Linked DNA regions of Zea mays: region 2 is linked to region 1. The links are chromatin contacts, called in public Hi-C maps. All regions are on one chromosome and are shown on one strand. Each heading gives the region's core, a stretch centred on a gene start, on an enhancer-like site or on the middle of the called end of the contact. The rest is flanking DNA. Distances are from core to core; before and after follow the strand shown. Region 1 holds the start of LOC100191468. Region 2 holds the start of LOC100382694.

The links. A called contact is a pair of places that touch in the nucleus more often than the background predicts.
Region 2: a Hi-C map of leaf shows a contact between it and region 1, with 4 times the contacts expected there. The contact joins the promoter of LOC100382694 here to the promoter of LOC100191468 in region 1. A contact is called at or near these places in 2 of 25 Hi-C or Micro-C datasets (ear and leaf).

What each region holds. Positions count from the first base shown.
Region 1 is chr8:176,042,637-176,047,746 of Zm-B73-REFERENCE-NAM-5.0, forward strand. LOC100191468 reads right to left here and starts at 2,131. Exons shown (of 8, transcript NM_001136901.1): 1 at 1,730-2,131; 2 at 767-1,375; 3 at 1-115. The coding sequence starts at 2,012.
Region 2 is chr8:176,225,575-176,231,463 of Zm-B73-REFERENCE-NAM-5.0, forward strand. It overlaps LOC100382694, which reads right to left and starts at 3,922. Exons shown (of 8, transcript NM_001175418.1): 1 at 3,424-3,922; 2 at 2,458-2,674; 3 at 1,734-1,894; 4 at 1,585-1,650; 5 at 1,211-1,374; 6 at 841-955; 7 at 358-540; 8 at 1-264. The coding sequence starts at 3,870. The coding sequence ends at 112. It overlaps LOC100275561, which reads left to right and starts at 4,400. Exons shown (of 2, transcript NM_001149615.3): 1 at 4,400-5,856. The coding sequence starts at 4,453.

The DNA of each region.
Region 1 (5,110 bases), core at 881-3,380:
GGGAATGGCTGTATCCTATGACCTTTCAGATATTCTTTATCAATGCTGATTTTCGGATTTTTGTCACAGATGCCATTGAGGTCACCGTTGTCCGTGAAATCATGTACACCGTGATCTATGGAACACATAAAGAGAATTAGACCAGCACATAAGCAAAAGATAGCCTCTAACAAGAACCAGGACAAATGGACAACTGATACTAAATTACTCACAAATATAAAGATGGACCAATATTATTTTAATAAGATTGATCAAATAGTAGGTTGGACCTGGCTATATTGCAAATACGTTAAAAACAAGATCATCATACTTGAAATCTGTGTTTTTAACGCTCTGATTGTATATAGCAATTGTTTAACCAAAGTTTTGTTAAAAAATGCAGATCATCGTTTGCCAACATAAACAAACTCTGATTGTTTAAACTTCCAGAGATAATCCATGAGAAATATAATCATAAAATGGTAAAGGAACTGTAAATGTTGACTATCGTCTAGTATAACAAGTCCCCCTCCATTTATTAAACTACACACAACCAATTTGCAACAGAGTTTTGGCTTTCAGAAGGCAACTCCGCAGAATCTAACCTCTTCATTGTTATTATTTATTCCCCTTTTCCGGGTACATTAAATTCAATAAACAGATACACATTATCTGTGGCCATAAAGTGGGCTATAATGGACAAACTATATACTGCGAAGGTAACCACCCTTTTTTTTTGAACCAATTGAAGAGACGAACTACATTGTAAGGCTGGAGAAGTACTTACTCGTAACAGCATCAGTATCAAATGAACTGAGCATTTGAAGCTCCTTCTCCACAACACTCAGGTCTGAATCATCATCTCCTCGTCCAGGATCCCTCTGCATACCACATTCAAACATAATATCTCCACTCTGCTTCAATTGAAACCCATCCTGCGCACAATCATCCATTGTCTCTGTCCGGTCATCCATGATCTGGTATCTCCCATACACAGTAGAGCTTGAGCTCCTGGCCACATGAAGCCCGTCATTCTTGAGTCCCCCTCCACAGCAACCGCAGAGTGGCGATGAGCATGTGTACACCTCAGCGCAACCCTCACATCGGTCACCACCGATGTGTTCATGACGGTGGTTATGGCCTGCACCGAGCTTGCCTATCTCTGTCTGCGCTGAGGCACCACCGTGAGCATCCAGTACAAACTTGTCCTCCTCCTCGCGTTCGTCGTCCTCATCGTCCAGCTTGCTAGGGAAGAGGTGATCGTCGTAGAGCCAGTCCTCCTGGAAGAAGAGGTCGGTGGTGTCGTACTGGCGCGCTGTACCAAACTCCATCTCCGATGAAGACACGTCCGACTGCGAGTGCCTCGGCGACCATAGCCCATACGGATTCAACAGCCCTACAGTCGGCAAAACAGAAAGGGAGTTTTCGTTCAGAATTGGTAAAATGTGCAGAAAATTCGGCACCAAACCAAGCGCAGAAACGGAAACGAAAGTGGCGGAGCCGGAGAGGTTTAACAGCTCTCCTACAAAATCGAAAATCGATTATGTTACATAAAGTTCATCTCCACAGGAAAAAGAAAAAACCCATGAGCTAATCGAACTACCAGCGCCGAATCGGCCCCAAAGCCATAGCCACTGGCATATCGGCGCACAGATCGAGACTGTGTGACTGATACGGCCACGGAAAGCAAGGAGAAGAGGGTTTAAATAAAGCAAGCGACAGAAATGCCTCGTGCTCGTGCCTTGGGTACCTGAGGGCGTGGAGCGCATGCTGACGAAAGCTGACGAGGACGCCGAACCGGAGCTGGAGCCGGGGCTCGCGGGCGCCGGCGTGCCAGAGCCAGCGCCAGAGCCGGAGCCGGTACCGGCGGCGGGCATCCGGAGCGGGGGGAGACGGGGACCTAATGCAGCGTCGTGACCTTCGTCCCCGGCGGCGGTGCGCGCAAGGACGTCGTCACGGAGCGCGGAGGCCGCGCCGGCGAAGCCGTGGTCGGTGAGGAACGCCATGACCTGGTCCAGCCCCGGCGCCGCCATGCGCCGCGTAGGCGCGCGGCTGGTGTGGCGTGTGGGTGCTCTTGCGGGCTCTCGCTCAGGCGCGCGGCACGCGGCGTGGTGCTGTAAGCGGAAGCGGCTGCGTCGCCATTGGGGTGGGGTGGGGTGGGGTGCGTGAACTTGGAAGCGAAGCGGGAGGAGTCTTTGGGTGAGACGACCGGGCGAGACGGACGAGGAGGGAGGCAGCGAAGTCAGAGGAGAGAGGGAGAGAGAGGATTGTACTGGTACTGCAGTGCACAGGCGCACGGATCGCAGCTGTTGCGTTTTCCGCACCTTCTTCGGCCTTCGCGGCGGTTGGCCATGTGTAGATAGACAGGCAGTACAGTATAGTAGTATAGTTGAGGCCATCAGATTCTGTCACCCCGGCGACACCACCTGTTTGTTTGCTTGATGACCAAAATTCTGCCGCTCGGTTGAAAACTTGAAATGATTCATGATATGTCGCAGATAGTCGCAGACCTGACAAGGCCCCCCTGCGTAGCTGTGCCCATTTTTGAAGGGTTGCCAAATGCCAATTACCAGTTTCCAAAATCCATCGATATAAACTAAACTCGGTGGGGTTACTCAACATACTTTCTTTCGCTTTTCAACTTTTCAACGAGGGAAAAAGCAAGAGGAGTCCGCGTGGAGCCCCTGCCCCCTCTAGCGGCCCGTTCCAATGGGCCTGCAGGAAAAGGCAACTGATGTGGAGAGGGGGCCACGCGGATGCCGCCCGGCGGCCCGGGCCCAGGCGAGGCCCCAGCTCCTCCCCCCTCTCATTCGCAACGCAACACAATCCCCGCTGCCGCGCCGGTCGGTGGTCGGGTGCAGAAAAGCTCAAAAGCGCGAGAGGCGACCCCGCACGGCCAAACCAAACCCAGCAAAAGCAAGTTTAGTAGTATAGCCCACGGTTTATAATGTACGGAGTAGTAATGTTTATATGTAGGCCCTGTTTGGCACAGCTTATTTTCAGCTTCTTCACAAATTTAAGCTGAAGTTCTGCCAAACAGGCAGCTTCTGCAGCAGCTTATCAGTTCAGCTGCTTCTCAAAATGAACTAAAAGCAGCCAACAAGCAGAAGCTGCTTTTTACCAGCTTATCAGATAAGCTGCTTTTTCAACAAGCAGCAGCTGTCCCAAACAGGGCCGTAATGTTGAACTAAAATTTATTAACCGGCCGCCTCACCGCACCGCCGCTCGGCATCGACCGCACCCCAGCTCAGCCTGGAGAGGGAGAGAGCGGCCGGCACCGCACTGGAGCCCCCCGTCCCCCTCTCCCGTGATCTGCATTGCCGGTGCAGGTAGGGGACCGATAGAGACCGATGGATGCTGCGCGCCGCGGCGGATCCAGAATCCTGGCGCGCCGAGGTGCCCGCGGCCCCTGGGTACGCAAGCAATGATTGGCGGGGTGGGCCAATCGAGTGACTACGAACGAGTACATGGCGAGCTTGGACAACGGCTACAGTCGCTATGCTTAAATTGGGCAAAGTCTCCCGACGGTCTTTCAGTACAGTAGGGGAGCGCTACTACTATACGCCTATACGGCCGCTCTCTCTTTGCCGCTTCAACCATTCAACACAAGCCAAGCCAGATCTATCTTGAGACGTAAACGCGGACTTGAAGCGTAGCAATCAATACCACCACCTGCAGTGTATAGGTACTTTGCTCACCTACTGGGTGTCGCCATCCATCACCAGACCTAGCTACACAGACGATGGAACTACTTGTGTGAGGCAAGCAAGTACTTTACGCATCATTGCCATGGAAACTTTTCAAGAAATAAAGCGGCTTCGCTAATCGAGATCGACGCTGACGAGTGAGTATTTATTCCACATGAAGCAACCATGCACGGCAGTACGTACGTACGTATCGCGGACTCCCGTTGCTGGACACTGAAGCAACGTGTTCCTCCGACAGGGACACATCAGAAAGCGACGATTTATATTCACAGGCGGGCGCGGTAGTTGCGGAAGTTAGGTCCTTTTCCTTTACATCAGGACAATTAGAGAGTTTTCTTTTTTTATTTATTATTGTTGAGAAATCTCTCATCAAGGAAGGAATAATTTTGCTGCACCAGACGGATGATGATTGTATATGCATGCACCGGCCGGTCGTCGTCCTGAGGCTGTTGCTGTTGATGGCGTAGCGTAGCTAGGAGAAGCATTACTGCACTTAATTCTGATTCGTTGTTCTTGGCGACTACGTACCAGTAGCAGTCAGTCATCATAGGTCGGACCTGCTGCATCGTGTTGGAGAAAGGGAGAGAGAGAGAACTCACGAATGGCGCGCGGCTCGTGTGCGAGACCTCCAGGTTAAGACTGGCAGAGGGGGTAAGCGTTGGCACGGGCTGTGCTACAGATTCTGAATCAGGCAGGTTAAGATCAGAGCCAAACAACAGCCACAACCTGCAGCCAGAATGACTGGCTCGAGTCCCTGTCACTCGCGTCGGCGGTCGCGTCCAGAGAAGGACGTGGAAATCCGCGAGACGCGACGCGAAAAGCCGAAAACAAAGGCCGGTCTCCCTCACCTCACCGCCAATTTTTTTTTTTTTTTTGTATTTTAGCCCTTTCTCGAAAAAAAATTCACGTTTAGACCCTAAAAAATTTTAATGTCATTTTTGGACCCTTTGCTCGGCGCCATAGCCTATGGCACCGAGGTAACACATCTCGGCGCCATAGGCTATGGCGCCGAGGTACGTGCTGCGCTGGCACAACCGGACGACGTGGCGTCGACGTGGAACCAAGCTCGGCGCCAAGATCTATGACGCCGAGCTCGGATATGTAACAACAAAACTTGTTTAGCTCAGTTGGTAGAGCACAAGGTTTTTAGCCATGAGGTCGTGGGTTCGAGCCCCATTGTGGGTGTTCAATATTTTTAGAATTTGTTACCGTTTTTTTTGTTGTCCAGATTTTTTTGTTTGTTACAGATTTGTCCGTCCAGATTTATTTCTCATCTAGATTTTTTTTCTTTTGCAACTGATTTGTTTATTACATTTTTTATTTTTTTGATAGATTTTTTTGACGCGTCGCAAACGAGTACATTTTTTCTACGGGTCTCCTGTGCGTTTACGCCACCTCACTTGTGGAGCTGCACCACGCGTGTT
Region 2 (5,889 bases), core at 2,672-5,171, 180 kb after region 1:
ATAGGGACAGTGGTAGGAGTGGACCCCCGGAGGGGTGTGTGGCAAGCAAGTGACCGTGGCGTGTAACTCTACATCGACTTATATGCTTGTTCGTACGTATACAAAGACACTCTAGATTCTGCTTATGTCCCGGCCAAATAAGAGAGTGGTCAGCCAATTGATAGCCACATAGAACCTATTCCTCCAGCTAACAACACGAGTTAAATATGCCGAGCGCCAGATGAACCAGCTCACAAATCCTGCAAGAGATATCCCTCTTGACTCCTGCCGATGGAGAAATAATTTTTTAGTAAACCCATGACTATCTACTAAACTCTGTCAAAGCTTGCAAACAGAGAACATCGACCAATAACTGACCTTGCTTTGCCTCAGATCGACTAGAGCTTTGTATCTTCCAACAGTTGCCATGCTGCCTAGATGCTTGTACACAAAGGGTGGACGACCCAGATCTGCTTCAGTCTCAGAGTTTGCATGCCCTCCTCCAGCTTTCATGACATGGTTGAGCAGGCTTGCCAGGTACTTGCCTTGTCGTTCAGCAACCTGCTCATGAGTAAAAGAGTTATCTTATTTAACATCTCTTCTGAAACAAAGAAACCACAGAATCTTACAAGGGCGAGTGAAAAAAAAAATCTTGCTCAACAGCATTTCTTCTTCTGAATGTAAACAACCGAATCATATAAATACGGAAGTGGAACAGAAATATCTGCAACTCATTTCTTTCATGTATATCCCTTCATTTGTTCCCTTCCCAAATCTGTTTTTCCCAGTGCTTCAGAAAGCAATGCAGGATGACCATACCGCCATAGTACTGTGCACATTTCTGTAACTGACTTGTACTACCTGAGCTAAAGCAGGGAGAACTTCCTTGCCGGTGCTCTCGAGAAATCCACTGCAGTCACCAATGGCATAAACATCATGAACAGAAGGGACACGTAACCACTCATTGACACCGATCCTGTCAACATTGAAAAACCTCGTAAAGATCCTAGAACAGGACAGTAATATGGCATCAGTATTTGCTTCAAAGTTCAAACACATAATACCCACACAAACTACATAAGATAATTTGCGTGCAGATTATCTAACTTGCTTCCCAGTCAGTATACGATGGTACATAGACATACAGTTACTCGTATAAATGTGTGTACACAGGCATAAACATGCATAACTGACTCAATATGTGATGCTCACAGACACAAAAGAATTATACCTTCCACCAGGTGACTTAGGAAATGGCAATGACTTAACGAATGGTGAAGCACCAACTCCGGTGGACCATACCAGTAAACCATAAGGAACTTCCTCTCCATTGTCAAGAATTATTTTGTTGGGCTGCACATCCTTAACAATTCCTTGCACAAGCCTAACACCTGACTGGTGGGTGAACATACACAAACATCTTATTTTTCAGATGCCAAATAATATGAGAAATAACAGCATCCAAACAATTAGCAGATATATAACATTCATATCTATGTGATTGTCAGTGTGCTATATTTGGAAATCTGCAGTTTCAAAACATTGGTCTGTGGAAGCCTTGTAGGCAAAAGTGATATGGCATTATGCAGAGAAGAATCTGTTAACCTTAATTAGTTGCTTTGTAGCATATTGCCTGAGCCGAACATCGAATGATGACAATATCTCATTTGCCTGAAATGATAAGACAAGTTAACTGATATCAGAGTGCTCAGTTAAAAAAATAAACGGTAAACTAGAAAAACAACAGCACAAACCTCAATCAGGGTCACATGAATATAATCCTTCACATGTGAATAACGTTGTTTGACATCTCGTATAATAAAATCACTAAGTTCACCACTAAATTCCACCCCTGTTGGACCACCTCCAACAACAACACAGTGCAATAATCTGCACTTTTCTTCTTCTGAAATTCCTGTTTAGTCATATTGCATTGGTCTATCAGTGCTTAACAATAATCAAGTGGATATTTAGGTATGAAAAGCCAAGACACTTTATGTTTTTTCACACCCAACAAATTAAGTCCCCACCTGGTTGTATTCTGGATTCTACTTCATCAGGCAGTTATAAAATAGAACATCAAGGGTGTGTTTGGTTCAGCTTTCTGAATCGGATTCACTGCCAAAAATCTGGAATCCCAACCAAAACGGCAGATTTCTCTAGTTCAATTCAAAATCACCCTCTACCCCAGATTTTCCAGATACCTATCATCCATATTACAAGTTGTCATTCTCTTATAAAATCTGTAGTTGACAGTTGTTTCAACCAAACAAATTTCAGTTTTTTCCACAATCGTCAGCTCACAGCAGATTTCTCACTGCGCATAGCTAGAATTAGATTATCAGGAATCTACAGCTGAACCAAACAGACCCTAAGAAAGTAAGAATGAGATATAATGTGTACCATAGAAGTTTTGTTCCAGTGAGGGGTGGTTAGCATATGTAGTATGCCAAAAAAGTAAAGTTAAAGCAAGCATACCAGGGAGATCAGACAACATCAGATTAAGGAGGAGCCGTCTCCGAATCTCTTGAGCATGATGAACTTCGCGAAGAAAGATTGCATGGTCGGTAACACCATGTATCCCAAAAGTTGATGCCTCAGCTCCACAGGCAAAAACCAACTTGTCATAAGCAACCTTGAATTTCCATGGCTCCAAGGAATCTTTCTCACCATCTGTAACTGTTTCGCAATCAATCTAAATGAAAAAGGAGGTGGATAAATAGACAGAACAGAACTTCTGCACATAGAAAAAACAAATGTTGGAGGCAAATGGCCATGTAGCATCACTGTGTCAGCTGGACATGTAAAGTTAATACAGGGTCTATATATCTTTATACTAGATCAAAGTAGATAGTAACTTTGTAAAACATCCATGTCTTTGCACAACTCTTTGAAAAGCATCAACCTTTGATCCAGAAAAACTCCGAAGCAAGTTAAGAAGCTATGCACACACTACTTAATGGTGCCAGATGAACTAGAAAAATGATGAACCATGTGCATAATGTGGATCAGAGTATTCACAAACATTCAAGACATAGAGTGGTGACACTCATGCATTGTAAATGTTTTTGGTTCAAGGGAAACGATCCAAGGCTTCACAGTACATAAAAAGATCCAAACTAACCATAGTGTTCAACGAGCCAGAACAAATGATTGATCCTGAACTTTGTACTTTGATGTAAAAAATGTTAGGCTGCTGAGTGCTGAACATGCTCATGAATTTATGATGTATAGATTCCTCCTTTTCCTTCCGATACACCACCAGGCCCCGATCTACTGAAAAGGTAAAAAGCAGACATGCCTACTACTAGCATAAATGCCCTTTGGGCATTTCTCCAAGAATCTGGGAACACTACTGATGGCCGCACCACAGACACATGTGAAAGCAACAGCTATTGGTGCCATCGACACGGTCACACCTAAACAGAATGGGGGGCGGCTCACCGTGTGGCCGTCGGGGTCGACGCCGGTGCAACGGGCGAGGAGGAAGTAGGAGCCCGGCGACTTGGACACGGCGGGCTGGATGCGCGCGACCGGCTCAGCGACGGATCGGAACTCGAGCGTGCCGACGCAGGTGGAGGCGAGCAGCGGCGTGAACACCATGTGGTTGCGCGGGGCGACGCAGACCACGTCGTAGCCTTGTGTATCGAGGTCCTTCATTAGCCGAGACCCCGCCCACCCTGTCCCCAACACCACCACCCTGGCCTTCTCCCCCTTCGCCGTCGGCCCTAGTCCAGGGAACCTCTTCGCCGCTTCGTCCTGCGTGACCGCAGCGGCGCTGGTGGAGAAGGGAGACCAAGGTTGCTGTCGTTGGTGGTGGCGGTAAGCGAAAGCGCTCGGGCCCGCGCAGCTGCGGCGGGTGAACGACCGGAGCAGGGAGGAGGCGGCCATGCCTGTCGGACGCTACCGCGCGAGATGTGAAGCGTGGTGACCACAGCGAGAAGTGAGGCGAATTAACAAGCGCATTTCGTTGGACGCCGCCCATGGCGGGTGGGGTGTGGGTCGGCGGCCGGCCCGGGACGGTGGTCCCGTTCAATCCGCAGGCTGCAGACCTGAGAGATCGGAGTAGCGTGGATGGCGCTGGCCGTCGGATCATCTCTTGCCTGTCCTGATCCGTCAGCTGCAGGGGCGGTCGTTCGAGATCGACCAAGGCGCTTTCGCCGCCGCGTTTGCGGTGAGCCGGTAAAGCGCCCGATCCTCTGGAGACCGCCACGCGTTGGGAGCGAACCACATCTGTGCCGTGCTCTGCCTCTCGGCCGCCACACCACCCCTCCCTCACCCGCGTAGCCCTGCCCGGACCGCGCTCACCAATGCCGGCCTCCCACGCGGTCTGTACACGCCAGCGCGCATCGTGCACCAGTTCCACGGCTCCAGCCACTCAACGACCCCCGGTTCCCCGGTCTCGGACTCTCGGTCTCGCACGCTCCCTCCCCATCCCCAATTCGGTTTCGCTCCGCCCCGGCTGCCGCACCCATGGCCTCCTCCTCCTCGCTCTTCTCGCCGTGCGCCCTCACCGCCAAGCTCGGGATAGGGCACGCGTCCTATGGCTCCGGACGCCGCGCCAACTTGCGCCGGCGCGGCCGCCTCTCGGTTGTGGCCGTACAGACGGGCCCGCAGAAGCCGTCTCCGTCGTCGTCCCAGGCCGCCGCGGCGGAGGATGAGGCGGATGCGCTGCAGAAGCTTCTGAAGAGGGAGTACAAGTACGGGTTCGTATCCGACTTCGAGTCCTTCTCCATCCCCAAGGGGCTGTCGGAGGCCACCGTCCGCCGCATCTCGGAGCTTAAGGCGGAGCCGGCGTGGATGCTGGACTTCCGCCTCGCCGCCTACCGCCGCTTCCTCACCATGGTCGAGCCCACCTGGAGCGACAACGAGTACGCGCCCGTGGACCTGCAGTCCATTTGCTACTACTCCGCGCCCAAAACCAAGCCCAAGCTCAATAGCCTCGACGAGGTCGACCCGGAGCTGCTCAAGACCTTCGACCGCCTCGGCATCCCGCTCACCGAGCAGAAGCGCCTCTCCAACGTCGCCGTTGACGCCGTCATCGACTCCACCTCCATCGCCACCACCCACCGCGAAGCGCTCATGGCCAAGGGCGTCATCTTCTGCTCCATCTCCGAGGCCATCCGCGAGTACCCGGACCTTATCAGGCGTTACCTGGGCAGCGTCGTACCGCCAGGCGACAACTACTATGCCGCTCTCAACTCAGCGGTGTTCAGCGACGGGTCCTTCTGCTTCGTGCCCAAAGACACAGTCTGCCCCATGGAAATCTCGACCTACTTCAGGATCAACGACAAGGAGACCGGTCAGTTTGAGAGGACTCTGATTGTGGCCGATGAGAGAAGCACAGTTAGCTATTTGGAAGGCTGCACTGCACCAGCTTACGACTCGAATCAGCTCCATGCTGCGGTTGTGGAGCTTGTGTGTGAGGAGGGGGCAGAGATCAAGTACTCCACGGTGCAGAATTGGTACTCTGGTGATGAGGAGGGCAAAGGAGGCATTTATAACTTTGTGACAAAGAGGGGACGGTGCAAAGGGCATGGTTCGAAGATCTCATGGACACAGGTTGAGACTGGATCTGCTATTACATGGAAGTACCCAAGCGTCGAGCTCATCGGGGACGATAGTGTTGGAGAATTCTACTCGGTTGCGCTTACAAAGGATTGCCAACAAGCAGACACAGGGACAAAAATGATCCACAAGGGGAAGAATTCACGCAGCCGGATCATATCCAAGGGCATATCTGCAGGGAAGTCAAGGAATTGCTACCGCGGCTTGGTCCTGATGAACCCTAGTGCGGAGAATGCTTATAATTCTTCACAGTGTGACTCATTGCTGATCGGGGATAATGCGGCTGCGAACACCTATCCCACCATTCAGGTAATTCACTCTTCCCTTTTGCATGGTTTGACA